Regions from separate parts of the Macaca mulatta genome. Here region 2 is linked to region 1. Evidence: chromatin contacts called from public Hi-C data. All regions are on one chromosome and are shown on one strand. The core of a region is the stretch at or near the end of the contact, and the rest is flanking DNA. Distances in the headings are between cores, read along the strand shown.

Region 1 (2,723 bases), core at 34-2,533:
CTGGCACATTACATTTCAAATTGCTTTGTACTAAATCAGGCATTATCTTCTACCAGATTCCAATGCAGACAAATGGTAGAGAAAGCCAAAGTTCCAAAGAGGGAAAGAGAGGGATAGGGATACCTAAAAGGAAAAAAAAGGTCTACTATACATTTTACCTTTTCTGCAAACTGCGAAAAACTGGCCACTACGGAGCAGTATAGAGTAGCAGTTAAAAGTGCTGGCTGTAGAGGTTAAAGGGCACAGGTTCTAATCCCACTGCGCCACTGATCTTGAACAATTAGTTTCATTTCTAACTAGGCCTTAGTTTCCTCATCTGTATCCTACTTTGCTGTTGTAGGAAGTGAATAACGTAATGCAGAGTAAGCTCTTGGAACATTACTTGGCATTTAATAAATGTTCAATAAATAACACCTATTATGGCTGTAATTTTTCTAGGGGGTTGGATGAGGATCTGGCCAGCTACGGAAACGTCAATATTTTGAGGATCTCCCACCGTCCACGTGGAGATAAAAACCTTATGCTGTTCGTCTCTAATACCCCAGCATCCAGCAGGGCAGAGAGACGTACAGTTCCCTGACACCCTCCTAACCATCATCTTACTCTCAATCTGATACAAAGACCAGGCTGAAGACAAATGAACAAAATCAGGCCGAAGCTCCTCCGCCGGGTCTTTATTTGACTTTGGCACCAGCGGGCTCTTCTAGCTTAATCTCTCGCTGCAGCCCAAATCCACCGCCGAGCCATCAAGCTCATAGGTGGCCCCTGGGAAGACTTCCGGACCATGGAAGAGAACAGTCCTCGTCCCCTAGCTCCAGGCCTGTACCTCGGATCCCAGGGTTTCTATGGTAACACGGTCCTCGGCTCCCAGAAGACGTAAACGCCCCCGTAGGCCCGGGGAGGCACAGCGGGCCCCGGAAGCCCTCGACTCGCTCCAGAGTTCAGCCCCGAGCCGCGCGAGTCGACTTACCTACCTCTTTTCAAGTCGGCTCAGCCCCTTCCCGGAACCTCGGCTCCCCTCCACGAAACTACTGCTACGCCAACTGGACTACACTTCCCAGACGGCTTGGAGCCTCTCTCTCAGCAGAACCTCGTCTTCCGCGAGCTTTTCTTGGAGGTTCTAGGAGGGATGCCCCTCAATGCCACGACGCCATTTCCTACTACGACTTCCATCATGCTCCGCGCCGCTCCGGGCGCAGCGACGGCTCTTGGCCCATGTCCTGTTTGCGACACACTTCCGGTCAGTGACGCACTTCCGCTCTGCTGGGCGCGCGGTGGAAGGTCTGAAACGGAGAGCTTGGATTTCGCTGGGGCCTCGCGGCTCCAGAGCCCAGCATGGCTTCCTCGCGAACCTCCTCCACGGTACAGAGCCCGGGATCGCAACTCACTCTGGCAGGGAGCGCGGAGGGGGAAGAGGATCTCTGCGGGAAGGGGCCGTTAGGGAGCGAGAGAAGGCGGTGGAGGGCTGAGGAGGAAGGCTGCGGGACTCAGTGGTCTTCTACACAGCGGACCACCGTTTTCCTGACCCCTAAGCGCTTTCGTGGACTGTAGCTTATTTGCACCTCTCCCACTACAGCCCCAAAGGGCAAACATCTCTTCCGACTCATCCAGTAACGGTGCTCTGAAATAGGGAAGTGTCTTGGCCAAGGTTTATGCGTTTGGCAGATCTCAAAATTTTAATGAGACCTACTAACTTCTACCTCACGTCTAGAAACGTTTGAAATGTATACACTCGTAATGTTGTAACTTGTTATCCTTTAGCACCGCGTTGGTTATTTCATCTATCCTTAATATTTCCCCAGTGATGAGCAGTAATCTTGGATACATCGTAAAACACGAGATTCCACGTTTCCAGCAGAATAAAGTAAACAGATTCCAGAGCAAACCTTTCATATGAAAATACTCGAGAGAACCTCACTAGTTTTATCAATCCCGTCAGCTAAAGTGAGGGACTGAAACACCCTCCCCTTCACCTCAAATCGATGAAGAACATCTTAAGTAGTGTCCAATTTGTCCTTTCAATTATGAAGGAAATAGGACTGTGAAACTCAGGGCGAGCTTCATCCTCGGGAAATCCGGTAAATTGCCAAGATTAAACCTCAATTTAATCCAGATTTTTGATTTGGCAGGCAACCAAAACTAAAACACCCGATGACTTAGTTGCTCCGGTTGTGAAGAAACCACACATCTATTATGGAAGTTTGGAAGAGAAGGAGAGGGAGCGTCTGGCCAAAGGAGAGTCTGGGATTTTGGGGAAAGAAGGACTTAAAGCAGGGATCGAAGCTGGAAATATTAATATAACCTCTGGTAAGATGCAAATTGTGAACCCATCTTTACCTCTTTGTGTAATGAATACTTTCCTAAACTTGAATATCATCAGTTTTATAATGTCAAAAAATTTAAGTTCTTTTGTTTTAGACGGAGTCTCGCTCTGTCACCAGGCTGGAGTGCAGTGGCGCGATGTCTGCTCACTGCAACCCCCGCCTCCTGGGTTCAGGCAGTTCTCCTTCAGCCTCCGGAGTAGCCGGGATAACAGGCGCACACCAACAAGCCCAACTAATTTTTGTATTTTTAGTAGAGACGGGGTTTCATCATGTTGGTCAAACTCCTGACCTTGTGATCCCTCCCCCTCGTCCTCCCAAAGTGCTGGGATTACAAGCGTGAGCCACTGCGCCTGGCAGAATTTCAATTCTTAAACTTGCATCTATAAGGCTGTATTTTGC
Region 2 (2,700 bases), core at 90-2,589, 51 kb before region 1:
CTCTTAGCATTTAGCAGATTAAGGAGCATATGTGGTGTATTTGTCATTTTTCCAGTACATTCTTCAGCACGCACAAAATTTGTTAAGCATATGTTCAAAGATAAGCTCTGCAATGATCAGAGCTTGGTAGCTCACAAGTTTGGAGGAAGTCAAGCTGTCCACCGGCACAACACAATGGAAAAGGCTAAACTGACCACTGAAAGAGACAAAACCCTGCCTCTCTTTAAAGATTTCTATCCCAGGCTGGTATATATTAATATAACGCTTGAAGAAACTGGAGAATGACGGAAGTCTGTTACGTTGGTTTTAAGCTTTAAACTTTACAAAGTGCAGTTTCGCAGCTATTATTCATTCAACAGCCACTTCCTGAGCACTCACTATGTGCTAGGTACCATGCTGAGTGCTAGACAGAAATGAACAACATAAGCAGTCCCTGTCCTGTGAGGACTCATAATCTAATAGGTTTGGGGTACAAGAACAGAGGCAAACACACCTAACTGTAGGAATAAGGAAGAGAAAGCAATTCATTCTGCCTGAGGCTGCAGGAGAAGGAAAAGCATCCAAAACGTGACATCCGAGCTGGGCCTTGAAGAATGCTAGAGCTGACCCACCAGGGCCCGGTTCTAAAGTGTCATCGCCTTCTCCACGGAGAAGAGAAAGTCTCTTATCAGCCCCAGGTGACTCCTACAAAAATTCTGAGGCAGGAAGTTTCATCAGCAATCATTCCCATTTCACAGGAGAAATTGTGACCCAGAATGCAAAAGGCAAACCCCAGGGTTATCTTCGCGCCAAGAGAGATGCCGGGTCCCGAACCTCAGATTGGCAGAGTCAGCACAGTTGGAAGCTCTGCCCAGATTCTGAGAGGTGTAGAGCACCGGAATGTGTCAAGAGTCTCCCCCCGGAAGTTGGGAAAAGGCCTGAGAAGAGATCGACCCCCCTCCAAAAATCCGCCGGTATCTCTCAGCCACGCCCTCCAGCGCATACTTCTCAGTCACTCACCCGCCGCTGGGCGATAGGAAATCGGTGTCGTCCTCGTCCCCCGCACCGAACATTGCGTTGGCTTTCACCAGGCTGCGGGGAGGAAGCTGGGTATTTCCAGAGTCCCAGGGCTTGTCACCGCCGACGTCGTAAAATGCCGCGGCGGCGTGCTGCTTTCCGGCAGGGTGAACTCCCTCACGGTCTCTGGGCTGAAAGTAGTCTAGGCTCTGGAGAAGGTGGGGCAAAGGCAAATGAGAGGCTCGCGCCGCCAGACGTCAGGCCTCTCCAGCCCGCAGGGGGTCGGAGCTTCACAGTCTCGTGCAGGGATTGGTCGGTAATGCTAGGGGGCGGGAGGGGGCGGGAAATCCTCGGCCTCGGAGGCTGTCGTGGACACGTCGAGCCGGGTAGAAGTGGACGGGCCGTTCGAGGAGTCGTGAGGGGGTGACGGGTTAAGATTGGGAGAGAGAGGCGCCAGTGGCTGGACTCGACCTGGGAAGGTAAGGCTTCTCCCGGTCCCTCTCTAGCACCCCTGTGCATGGGTACCGTGCTTTCCCCAGCGGGACAAGGACCCTTCTGGCCGCTCTCCTCAGCTCCGCGGAAGGAGAAAGAGCGCGGGACTGGAGGGTTAAAGACTTGGGCTTCGACCCGGTCCCTGCAGTGGCTTAGCCAGAGTGACCTTGGGCCGCGGTGCTCGGTGCCTCAGTTTCCCCGTGTGTGCAACCGGCCATTTGTCCAGTGCTTCCATGTGCCGGCTGGTCCAGAAGCTTTTAGAGCTCAGAGGCCATCGATTTCGATCCCGGCCTCCTCGTAATCTCAGAATTTACAGATAGGGAGACGAAGGAACTAAGCACCCGGGTGACTAGTCCGAGGTCACAAAGAGTAAAGGGCAGACTGAGACTGGATTCCTCGTCCTTTGATTCAGGACATAGTGAGCTAGTGCGTGAACAAGAACGTTACCAGCCCTTAAGCACTGTGTGCCCTTACAGAATGGCTATTGAAAGACTGTAGCATACACCTCGAGGAAAATTCCCTTTCTAGAGTCCACCTGTATTCTACGCAGGTGAGGTGCAGAAGAACTAGGATATTCTGGCGGTGGGTGATGGAAAGGAGGATACTTTGGAGGCAGACACATCCCCAGCCCAACCTTGGCGTGGGTTTCCCTGGGTCTTCCTGCGACAGTCCTAAATCAACATCAATTGTGACGGACTCCTCTGACTCCAGTTTCCACCCTATCTGTATCTTACCTAAGTATTTTTTTGGTTAACCTGGTTTCATTCTCGAAACAATCCTGGGGTAGTCCTGGCTTAGGTAAGGTGTGGCTCAGGAGATAGTGTCCCAGTGTAGCGTCCACAGACTCAATGGAGTTCTTGGGCTTCCCCTCACAGTCAGGTTGGTACTACAGGTGTCCCTTACCTGAATGTTTCAATCTGTCAGTATGAAATTGAAGCGAAGTTCTCCCTCCCAGAGAACTTTGCACCTCCTGGCAAAGATGTTAAAGCAGCGAAGCCTCACAGTTGGAATGATGCAACTGGAATCTAAGCACTAGAACCGGAAATGGAACTAGAATCTAAGGACTAGCATTAGAACTGTTGCAGTAGCTCTGTTTAGTGTGTGAACTTGGCTACCTCTTAGAGGTGTTGGGGGAATAACTGGATTAAGTACCATGGCACTTTTTAATCACTCTCCCCAATACTGGTCACTGTGATTGCAGCCCTGAAACAT

The links. A called contact is a pair of places that touch in the nucleus more often than the background predicts.
Region 2: a Hi-C map of blood shows a contact between it and region 1, with 2.5 times the contacts expected there. The contact joins the promoter of SLC31A1 here to the promoter of PRPF4 in region 1. A contact is called at or near these places in 5 of 14 Hi-C or Micro-C datasets (CD4 T cells, blood, cortical neurons and 2 more).

Annotation. Positions count from the first base shown.
Region 1 is chr15:45,037,984-45,040,706 of T2T-MMU8v2.0, reverse strand. It overlaps PRPF4 (pre-mRNA splicing tri-snRNP complex factor PRPF4), which reads left to right and starts at 1,283. Exons shown (of 14, transcript NM_001261569.1): 1 at 1,283-1,362; 2 at 2,130-2,307. The coding sequence starts at 1,336. It also overlaps a transcript of CDC26 not described here.
Region 2 is chr15:45,088,736-45,091,435 of T2T-MMU8v2.0, reverse strand. SLC31A1 (solute carrier family 31 member 1) reads left to right here and starts at 1,339. Exons shown (of 5, transcript NM_001257506.1): 1 at 1,339-1,475. It overlaps FKBP15 (FKBP prolyl isomerase family member 15), which reads right to left and starts at 1,115. Exons shown (of 28, transcript XM_077968299.1): 1 at 1,000-1,115. The coding sequence starts at 1,052.